Regions from separate parts of the Mus musculus genome. Here region 2 is linked to region 1. A link is a contact called in public Hi-C data. All regions are on one chromosome and are shown on one strand. Each heading gives the region's core, a stretch centred on a gene start, on an enhancer-like site or on the middle of the called end of the contact. The rest is flanking DNA. Distances are from core to core; before and after follow the strand shown.

The links. A called contact is a pair of places that touch in the nucleus more often than the background predicts.
Region 2: a Hi-C map of conventional type 1 dendritic cells shows a contact between it and region 1, with 2.2 times the contacts expected there. The contact joins the promoter of Cdk14 here to the enhancer-like site in region 1. A contact is called at or near these places in 14 of 484 Hi-C or Micro-C datasets (the C2C12 cell line, the MC38 cell line, the MC3T3-E1 cell line and 10 more), 4 of 115 datasets of contacts at active chromatin or transcription factors (bone marrow-derived macrophages, embryonic stem cells and pancreatic cancer cells) and 1 of 9 other capture datasets (adipose tissue).

Annotation. Positions count from the first base shown.
Region 1 is chr5:5,318,616-5,324,135 of GRCm38.p6, reverse strand. The region is part of intron 2 of Cdk14 (cyclin-dependent kinase 14); the gene reads left to right. Among named protein-coding and RNA genes, the nearest start is that of Gm30151, 49 kb to the left of the region's middle. Within about 2 kb of position 3,490, at least 123 of the 459 cell types and tissues checked have an H3K27ac peak or open chromatin away from gene starts, as enhancers often do. A contact at or near this core is called in the C2C12 cell line, the MC38 cell line, adipose tissue and 10 more, where this site is marked.
Region 2 is chr5:5,378,965-5,384,363 of GRCm38.p6, reverse strand. It overlaps Cdk14 (cyclin-dependent kinase 14), which reads left to right and starts at 4,113. Exons shown (of 15, transcript NM_011074.3): 1 at 4,113-4,329. The coding sequence starts at 4,239.

The DNA of each region.
Region 1 (5,520 bases), core at 2,241-4,740:
CCCCATTTAAAGCATTCCACTGCTTTCCAAATCTAAAGTCCAAAAAGCCACAGTCTTTCAAATAAAAGCAAGGTCAGGCCCATCACAGCAATACCCCAGTCCCTAGTACCAACTTCTGTCTTAGTTAGGGTTTTACTGCTGTGAACAGACACCATGACCAAGGCAAGTCTTATAAAAAAAACCACATTTACTTGGGCTGACTTACAGGTTCAGAGGTTCAATCCATTATCATCAAGGTGGGAGCATGGCAGTATCCAGGCAGGCATGGCGCAGGCAGGCATGGAACAGGCAGAGCTGAGAATTCTACACCTTCATCCAAAGGCTGCTAGTGGAAGACTGACTTCCAGGCAACTGGGGTGAGAGTCTTAAGCCCACACCCACAGTGACACACCTACTCCAACCAGGTCACACCTCCAGATGGTGCCACTCCCTGGTCTAAGAATATATAAACTATCACACCCTTGCCATCTGGATTCCTATTCACCTCGAGTAGAATACGGCATCCCAGGAAGGCTCCCAGAAGGGAAGGAACTGACACAAATGCTAGCTCTTTCAGCTCCTGTTTGCTCCTAGCTTCTGTAGGAGTTCTCAGGCACCAGTCATGCCTTGACCTCTTCCCAAGGTGGGAAAAGAAATCAGTTCCACTCTGAGCACCTGGCACGTCTTCCTTTGTGTTTCTTGGGCCTGGCAGCTGCTTCTCTCTAGCTCGTATCTGATTATCAGTGCCTCGTTTTCACATTTCGGTTCCTGTACTCGTGTGTCCAATATCTTATATTCAATCCCTACATTTAAAATGCCTGTTGTGTGTGGTTTCTGCTTCCCCACACACCGATGCAGGTATTCGGGTTTCTAGACACCTCATCCCTGACCGTTGCAGGGCGTGATTGCAGTCTGATTTTCTGTGTATGTGTGAGTCTTTGGCATGAAAGTTACATCGAGAAGGCACTCTTTCAAATTCACTCCTTTGTCTATATGTTGAGTGTCTAAATTTCAGTGCTTCTGAATCTCTGCCCTCATTTTATGAAGCGGGTCTCCCGCAGGATGTCTCCAGCCTCCTCCTTCTAATAGGTCCAGAAATACAGGTATTCTGTGATGCTAGGTAGTCTTGTGAAATGATTTGAACCTGGGAGCTTAAAGAAGAAGTCCGCTCCCATCACCGTGGGCATGGGAGGTAAGTTCGTGTTGCCACCCAGCTCTGGCTGCCTGAGGGCCTGCTGCTGGGGCATCTTCCATCTGCTGCACAGTGGCCTCCAGTGCACCAGGGGGCGCCTCCAGGCCGAGACTCATTTCCTCTCATTTTCTTTCATTTTCCCCGAGACACTTATCCCTGCCTCGCCATCTGCTTTATTTCCCGTTTCTGTTTGCAAACCCTAATTCCCTCTTTTTCTTCTTGTCCCCAGTTGGAATGATTGATAGCTTGTGTATATTAACATTTGAAGCACTTGCTGAGAAGGTCTATCTGCTGAGTGACTTGTACTGTACATAAGGATAATGGCACACGAGGAAGCATAGTTATATGAACTGAAGAATCAGAGGAGAGCATTAAGGACCCAAATAACCAGGCAGCAATGCCATTAGCGCTACCTCTGTTCTTCAGGGCAGTGGACTGACTCAGCCTTTCTATGTCTACCAGAGGGCCTGCGCACGTCTTTACTGCACACTTACCCTTTTGCAGTTTGTAAAACTCTATTTTGGGGAGGTGCATTTGGAACATGGCAGTGGAGAAGAAAGGCCCAGCTCTTGTCTGTCCAGAACCCCCTTACTGTGTGTCCGGGGAGAGCAGCAGCAGTATTAACAGTGAGAAGGGGTGAAAGCAAGTGAGTCCTGGTGCGGTAGATACTGTGCTTAGATACGTGCAGGGGGACAAGGGTGCTCCCTAGACACAGGCTTTGAACATCTTTTCCTCTTATTTAATATTTGTATCTCCAGTTAGTAGTGTTTTACAAGTGATGAATCTGAGGCTAAAATGTCAACTCATTTGCTCAAAGACATACATTGGTAGAGTGACAGAAATTAGGATTTTGACTGATCTCAAAATAGTGAAGATGCCTCTTATCTGGGGCTGCATTGTTTCTGTGAGTGTCGTGAGATGGTCTGATGTCTTCTCCATGCTGCTCTTAGCTCTGAATTGACCCACCCCTCAAATCTACAAATCTGCAAACAGTTGGGATGAATGAAAGGGCCAGTCCTGCTGACCCAAACCTGCAGGAGCCGCAGGAGACAGGGCAACAACAGGATAAGCAGGAGTCCTAATGAAGATCCTCTAGTAATGGTGTCAAGTCATGGAAGCAGAGATCTCGAACCAGACCGATGCCTCACTGCAATGGACATTTGCAAGTAGAGATGTGTGGACAGAGGACAGACTGTGGGACACACTGTGGATTTCACCAAGAAACACCTGTACCTAATATCCTGCAGCCGGATTTGAGCAGTGAGAAGAATTTAGGAGCTCAGAGGCAAGTGCAGGACACTGGATGTTTATTTCTTCTGCTCCTCTTTGTCAGTTCCTACCTGTTTCTCTATAGCTTTCCCTGTGTCTCTCTGCGGCCCGCCCTCCCTTCTCTCAGTACTTGCTCCTTGCCTGAACTTCAGCAATTCTCTCACTCTTTGACCCTCTCAGAACCATTTGCTAGTGATAACCTTGTCTGCCTATGTTTTCTTTCATTACTTTACTTTTTTCTTTTCTTCTTAACCGTTTTATTGATTCTTTGTGAGTTTCACAGCATGTACTTCAGTCCACTCATCTGCCTGAGGAAAGAAGAATTTTGGGGGCAAACTACTGATTTTCAGATGAGTAATACAATTTCTAATCCTGTAAATGGAATTTGTTGATCTGGTCAAAGCCATCGGCAAATGCTGACCTCTTACATTATTAATCACATATTTGTGTGTAAGCTGAGAATTAGAGGTGAGATGCTTGCTGATTATCTGATATAAATCAGTGTAAATACTTACCTACTTCATAACCTTACATGAGTGATGCATTTCAGAGTGAAAGCTCTATACACATTTCACATGCAGATCTGGAGTGTGACCACATCTTTGGGATGCTAATATGGCTCCTGCTTGCTGTGGAGTAGGCAAAAGGGCATTCATTCTTCATGGTTTCCTGTGGCCATTAGTAATTCTGCCAGGGGGTTGGACATCCTGGGACTTTGCCAGCCTTTCTTCAGAGAGATTGACTCATGTTGAAAGATCTTGGAGTTCCTGTGGTCTGTTAGTTCTTCTGGTTTGTTGCTTGTGGTGTGAGCCAGCACACATACATTCCCAGCTGAAAATCTAACTTGCAGGGGCTTAATTCTAGTGAAGTTACCTCAGCTCTTTTTTTTTGCATTTTAGAGAATAGCAAGCCCCTCATGCTGCTTGGGGGTCTTGCAAACATAGATTAGCCCATCTTTTTAGAACATTTACAGCTCTCAGGGGAAAGTGCTTTGCAACTTGGCAGGCATAATTACTAGTATACGACAGCTGGAATAAGGCAAACCAAATGTACCCTCTTGAAAACCAAACGCTAACCCCTTTCTTCTGGGGCCTCCTTTGCTTCCTTCAGAGGGCTTGACTGTGAAAGCTTTGGAGCTGCAATGGGGGAGTTTTAAAATTATTATCCAATGTTCCACCATAAGTCTGACCTTAATATTTTGGCATCTGAAGCTCAGTATGTCATACACAGTGGTCTAGGATCTTGCTGGACGAAGCCAACAAGTGCTTTCATTTTAGTTTGTGGGGGCTTGGAGCCTCTTGAGCTGGCCCCGCCCTGTTCCCAGGAACACTCGGTGAGCACTGCTGTCTGTGTGACTGAGAGAAAGTGAGAGCGAGGAACAACTTTCTACTTCCTTGTTCTTACTCCAAGTCACAAACAGGAAGTGTTTTTTATACTTATAACAAAACTAGCAATAATGAGGAAAATATTTTGTAGACAATTACTGGCAAAAATTGATAATTTTTTGTTGCTCTTGGATATTTAAGCCCCCTGTTGACATCAACCAGGTCACGCCACACAGAAAGTGGTATTTCAAAATGTTTTCTAAGAGATTTATTGATAAAGATTAGTGCCATAAACATTCGGTTGTTAGCGATGACTGCTCCTATGACAGTATCTCACTTCCTTAATGACTTCGTTTTGTGGAATGAAGAGACTATCATAGTTTTACATGCTGAGAGAGCTTACTCAGCACTCTGGATCATTAACTATGATCAGGACTTTGGTTGCAAGTTTATTTTTGTTTCTTGCTCAAAGAGGTGTGTGTGTGTGTGTGTGTGTGTTTGTTTTCAATGCAATTTGTTAATCCAATCTTTTCTTCATGTTTTTATTTTCTTATGCAACCCTGGGTAGAGAATGTTAGAAACTGAAGCTAGAATAAAGGCCTAAGGGCTGGTATGAACCCTGATAGTTAATCTGAATATCTTTACTTCTCTAGAGCCGTGGTGGCAGAGATGTCCTGGATCCCTGTCAATGACCATTTTATATTTTCTAGACCCGTGCTGTGTAATAGTGCCCCTTTTGTATAATTCTTACTGTCCACTCTGTAAAAGGTGGCTTTTGGGACTGAAGAACTGAACTGTTAACGTTAGTTCACTTAGGTAACCGCATGCTGCCAGTGGCTGCTTTAGGGAAGAGCACAGCTCTAGGGAGTCATTTGTTTTCCCAAGGCTTGCCTTAAGCTTTAACTAATGGCCTGCTGGACTTAGCGACTAAAGTACAAACGTTTAATTTCTGGCTGTTTTTAGTCAGGGTCTTCTGTATCTCCGACTGCCTTTGACTTCACTGTGTAGCTGAGGATGTCCTTGAATGTCTCCATCCTCCTGCCTTACCTCTCGGGTACTGGGATTACAGGTGTGAGCCATTGCATGGGGCTTAGCGTGAGAAGTTATTGTCTGGCCTTGTTACTCCATGCTAAGAATGTCGCTGAATATTTAAGTTTTACCACAAATGTGAACACTATGAGCTCTCTTTACACTGTAAGGGAGCCAGGGACCACAGAGCAAGAGTAGCTCCGCTAGGGCCATAGATCCAGCGGACGTCCGCTAGGGCTATAGATCCAGCGGATGGCTTTGGTCTTGTTTTGCTACAAAGTCTAGTTTTATTTTTCTCCAGGAACAGGATCCCTTGTGAGCCACTGTTTTTTTCTGCTTTTCTAATACTGTCTTAGGACAATATTGCAGCTTTTCAACATTTTCATCACCCTAAAATCAAACGCCGATCTGATTGCATTTCCCCTCTCTCCACTGACAACTACGTCCTTAATTTTTGTTTCTAAAGATTTCCTGGAATGACATCACAGTACTACCCTGGCTTCTCCAGGCTGGTGTAGCAAAATAACTGTATCCTGGTGTCTTACAGCAGCATTTACTAGTGAGGTTCTTTGTCTTTACAGTAACAGTTCTGAAGGCTGCAGGTCTGACATGGGGAACATCAGCCTAGTAAAGGTTCGGTGAGGGTGCTATTCTAGGTTGTAGAATGCTGGAATTTGTAGGGTGACCAGATGGAGTGAAGCTTTGCTCTTCTGTCCTCCTAGTAAA
Region 2 (5,399 bases), core at 2,864-5,363, 60 kb before region 1:
TAGCTTGTGCAACCCTCCATCTTCCTCCCCTCTCTGGTTTCAAGGTTCTCTTTATCATAAGACAAACAAGCAACAAAAAAAGACAAAGATAAAGAAAGAAAGAAAAAAAAAGGAAAGGAAGGAGGGAAAGAAACTTAGATGAACCAGTTCTATCCATCAGTAGGAACACTAGATAGCCGGAATGGTTAAATTAAGCCTTTTGAATTACATGTACCAATTTCACTAATGACTCCTAAAAAAGTTATACAAACTATCTAAACCATGTGCTCCCTCATTTCCTGAATGTGTTCAGAAATGAGTGATGTTTGATCCCAAGAATAATGAACTAGATCAACGTTTCAGAGTTCTTGGAGGATATTTAATTCTAAAAGTTTCCACCACTCCAGTAATTATGCTGATTGGATGTCAGTCTTTAAGCTTTAACTGTTTTCTGGAAGTTCACATCAGTGAATGTAACTATTTTTCTACCTTTGTCCTTGGCTTCCTTGTTTCATGGATTTCTTTCCCCTGACTCTACCTTTGTGTATGGTTGGTTAAGCAGCAGTGAGCTGCTTTTGATGGTTCTTTGATCCTAATCAAACCCTGCACTCCCTGCCTATTTGGGTTAGGATTGCTAGCCTTCACCAACCCCCGCTGTTTCCAAGAGGATGTCCTCCCACCCCTACCCCACAAGACCTCCCCACTCCCTGGGGACTTTAAGTCTTTTGAGGGTTAGGTGCATCTTCTCTGAGGCTAGACCAGGCAGTCCTCTGAGGTACATGTGTTGGGGCCTCATGTCTGCTGGTGTATGCTACCGGGCTGGAACCACAATATTGTCTAACAAATGCACAGTTTATGTCTGCGGTGACTAGAAGTGATGGACATTAAACCACATGTAATTTTGCTTTGTTTATCTATAAAGTATGTTTTGTACCTTGTATATCAACCTTTGTGTATCGAGGGTGTAATCAGCCTTTAGTATGTAAGCTGAGAACGGGGTAATGCCACCTTCACATTTTTGTAGCTAAGGCGACACCTGAGCTTATCCAGCTTAAACCTTTTCCTTATAGATAAGGAAGTAGATGCATTACTCTTCTCAGGTTCCACAGCACATATTGATGGAACAGGAATGAAAACTCATGCATCCTGGATCCACAGCCAACTTCTTCCGGCCTACCACATTGCACTGGTGAATTTGGTTGAGTCAGCACTTGCCAATTAGTCCCTAGATAAGCTTATGTCCTTGTCTTCAGATGTTGCGCACGCACGCACACACACACACACACACACACACACACACACACACACACACGTTGAACCCTTAAACAGAAGTACACATATCTCAAAAGCATGAAGTTAATTTCCTTCTCTATTCTGTAGGCTTCCTGCATAACGTGCCAGTGTCGTACAAACATGGAGCAGAAAGCTGGCTATTCAGTTGCCAGGGTTCACTTGGCTTGTCACTGGACACAGGTCTCATCTGCCAGATGTACTGCTCTGCTTTAGTGCACAGGGCTGGACGTCTGGAGTCGAGACAGAAAAGGGAAATTAATACCCATGATGTTGTAAGTTAGTATTTTTGCAACATAAAATTAATGCATTTGGGGGGCAAAATACTCAGATTCTACTTTCAAGTATAACGTCTAAGGACAAAGTTGTGCCCCATCTAGAATATTCTCTTAAGTTTCTCCTTTTGTTTCCAGAAATTTCGTAAATTTCAGAAATGTATATATATATTTTGCATATTTTGCCACAGCTTAATATTAAATGTTTTCCCCTACTAACCCTAGATATAGTGACACAAGTTCATGTTATTTTAAAAAACGGTCACAAACAATAGCTTTGTATGCATAGATTGTAAACTGGCTTTTCAAAGTTTAGAATATTAGAAATATTGGGAAGGTAAAAAGGATGTCACACCCATGCACGTGCAGGTACATGCACAGCACACATACACAAAGGCTATCACACCCATGCACATGCAGGTACACACACAGCACATGTACACAAAGGCTATCACACCCATGCACGTGCAGGTACATGCACAGCACATGTACACAAAGGCTATCACACCCATGCACGTGCAGGTACACGCACAGCACATGTACACAAAGGCTATCACACCCATGCACGTGTAGGTACACATACACAGCACATGTACACAAAGGCTATCACACCCATGCACGTGCAGGTACACGCACAGCACATGTACACAAAGGCTATCACACCCATGCACGTGTAGGTACACATACACAGCACATGTACACAAAGGCTATCACACCCATGCACGTGCAGGTACACGCACAGCACATGTACACAAAGGCTATCACACCCATGCACGTGCAGGTACACGCACAGCACACGTACACAAAGCATGCCGGCTGCAAACACTCACTACTGAGCCACGACACTGGGCCTGTGTCTCTCTGTACTCAGATCAGACATTTCTAAAGGAGACAGCAGTACAGCTGCAGATACATAGCGCTCTAAGGTTTTATCATTAGCTATTTTTTCAACTTTGTTGACTGGAAGAAGGCATCAGTGTTTGGATCTCTCTCCGTCTCTTTTTTCTCTTTGTCTCTATCTCTCTGTGTCTCTGTGTCTCACTCTGTCTCTGTTTCTCTCTCTGTGAGTTCAGTTGTAACTGCTAATTTTCTAATTAGTCTGACCAAGTGGTAAATGTCAATAAAACTTTTTTTCCTGCATGAAGCCACAGTTGGTGCTTTCTGTAATTACTGAGATATGGCTGTCAGGACCCAACATCCCTGCGTTTAAACTCTCTTGACTTTGCTATGGATTCCTGGCTCTCTCCTGTTAGGGGCTTGGCTTGACTAGCTAGCAGCTTTTTATCAGTGGCAATCTACCAAAACCCTGTAATGTGCTCAGCACAGGGCAGAACAAATCAGTGTTCTACCTCACAATTTAAGGAAGGCAGGGGGCTAGTTTTTGTTTTAAGATAAACATCTTTCGACAAAACACAAACTCCCCAAAACTTCCTTTAAACTAAACAGCATTGTCACACCCACAAAAGCTCCTATTACTTACCCAGCCAGATGACTCAAGATCACTAACGTTTCTTTCATAAGGACTTTGCTGGCCCATAATCAGTACACCAGGCCAACCCCCATCTTCCTTCACCCTCCCCTGGGAGACTGACGTTTGGAGCACCTCATTTATTAGAAAAAAAAAAAGACTGTTTTCTGCCGGAACTGTTTGTCCCGGGGCTTTTTAAAAAAGCCACTCTTAAGATCCTTTTCAAGTTCATTCACTGAAGTGGGGAAAGGAGGTGACAATAGGTTGTAAGTTTACCGATGACCAGAGTATCCTGCTGAGGAGTCACCCACAGTGACATTCCTGTCACCCAGAGACAGGGCTGAGGCAAAACGCAGGTGCCCTGACTTCTAGAAGTTCCGGGGTGGGGAGCATTTTCAGCTTTTGCACTGTACCCCAATAAAATGGGGCCTCTCCTGCCCTTTGGAGCACCCACTTTCCCTGCAAATTAAAACCAACCACCCCACGCCATAAAGTCTATCCTAAACCCGAATGCGTCCCCAAGGTCTTCGAGCACCTCGTCGGACACTCCCCAACATTTCCGGGTCGTGGGCCAACACGGACCGCACCGGGTGGACTGGCCCGCCTGCGGGCTGCGGTCCCGGAGCGCGCGGAAGGAGCGCGGCCGCGGCGGGCGGAGCGCGGGCGGCCGGGAGGGGGCGCCGCCCGGGCGCGGCGGGTCCGGGAGGGCGGCGGAGGCCTGGGAGTCGGAGTCGGATTCGGAGCCGGAGCGCGGCGCGGGGTCGCGCGGGGGTCCCGGGCGCCAGGCCTCCGGCGAGGGCAGTCGCAGGTCTCCGTGCAGCGCCGCCCCTCGGGCTGGGGAACTTGTCCCGCTCGCCCGGTCCGCAGCCGCCTGCGCCTCCTCGTCCGCGGACCCCCATCTCCGGCCGCGGCCGCGCGGCTCTTGCTTACAAAGGAGGGAAAATGCGGCGGGCGGCCGCGCAGCGCGGGGGCCCCCGGGCGGCGGGGATGGCGGCAGCCCCCGGCACCACGTAAGACGCCCCCGCGCGCCCAGCCTCGGCCCAGGCCCGAGCCCCGCAGCCTGGCGAGCGCTGCGCGTCGCCCGCGGCCCGCGAGGAGGCGGAGGCGGAGGAGCAGGACGAGGCGCCGCCTTCCCCGCGCCGCGCGCCCTCGCCCGCCGTTGTCTGCGCTGCGCTGCGCTGCGCTGGACCAGTTTCGCGAAGTTGCCGGGGCCCTACGCCGCCCAGATGTGCGACCTCATTGAACCGCAGCCGGCCGAGAAGATCGGCAAGATGAAGAAGTTGAGGAGAACTTTGTCCGAGAGTTTCAGCCGCATCGGTGAGTGTAGTCGACTGTCCCCAGTGTCCTGCGGGCGATCCCGGGGCTCGCTCCCTCAGTCCCCGCGCCCACTCCGTGCTCCGGGCACCAACCAGGCGGCTGCCACCTCGGGGTGAGCTGCGAACCAGGGATGAAGGAGAGGACTCCAGGCTAGGGCAGGGACCAGCTGGAGGGCCATCCCTCTGCCCCCAGGACCTGGGCTTCGTTCGTGGACTGTCTTAAGCCTCCAATTTGAGTTCCTCCTCCCCGCCAATAGTATCTTTGGCGCCCGCAGTGAACCGGAGAGGGAACACCCGGTCCCCACCGCCATCGGGTTTCTGTGGCCACCTAGGTTACTTAAAGCGAGTTGGTTTTAAGTGCTTAGCCAATAATTTAGCTTTGGGAATTGTTGAAACGTTGACATGTGCCTGATGTTGTTTAATGTACTCAACCTAGAGGAAGTGGGACAGATACCTTGGGACCTTTTGTTCCGTACTCCGGGTCCTATAATTGGAGGTTTGGGTGTTCGGTTTGTAGGTCTTGAAACCTTCCAGCTGCTGTGGTGAAGGGTGAGCTGTGAAGTTGTGGAGACATTTATGAATATGTCTCCTGAACTTGCTCCATTAGTGCAGTCCAGAGGCTATTGTCTTCTTTAAAAAAAAAATCAACCAACTTAACAGAGCATAAACACACAGCATTAACAAAACAAAACAAAACAAAACGCTCAAGGAATGTTTAGGATACTTAATGAATACATGCTATAGGCTGCAGCAAGATGACAGCTGTGTCCGGTGGAATGGGTTTGTTGAATCTTGAGTGTTGGTGGCAGAAAGTGCCTGTAAACCTGGAGGCATAGCTGCTACCTAAACTTTGGTCCTTAACTTTCTTTGATACAGGTAACTGTGCAAAGCAAGGGAATCCTATAAGCCCCAAGCCAACACATGGGAGTGTCCCAGCATACCTTCTGGCCTTTGGCTCACCTGTTATGTTAGTGAAAGTTAATTAATTAATCATAAGCTAATTCCTTAAAGCCCTGATGTGCCAGTGAGTGTCTGCAGTCTGAAGACAGTTTGCATGTATGGACAATGAAC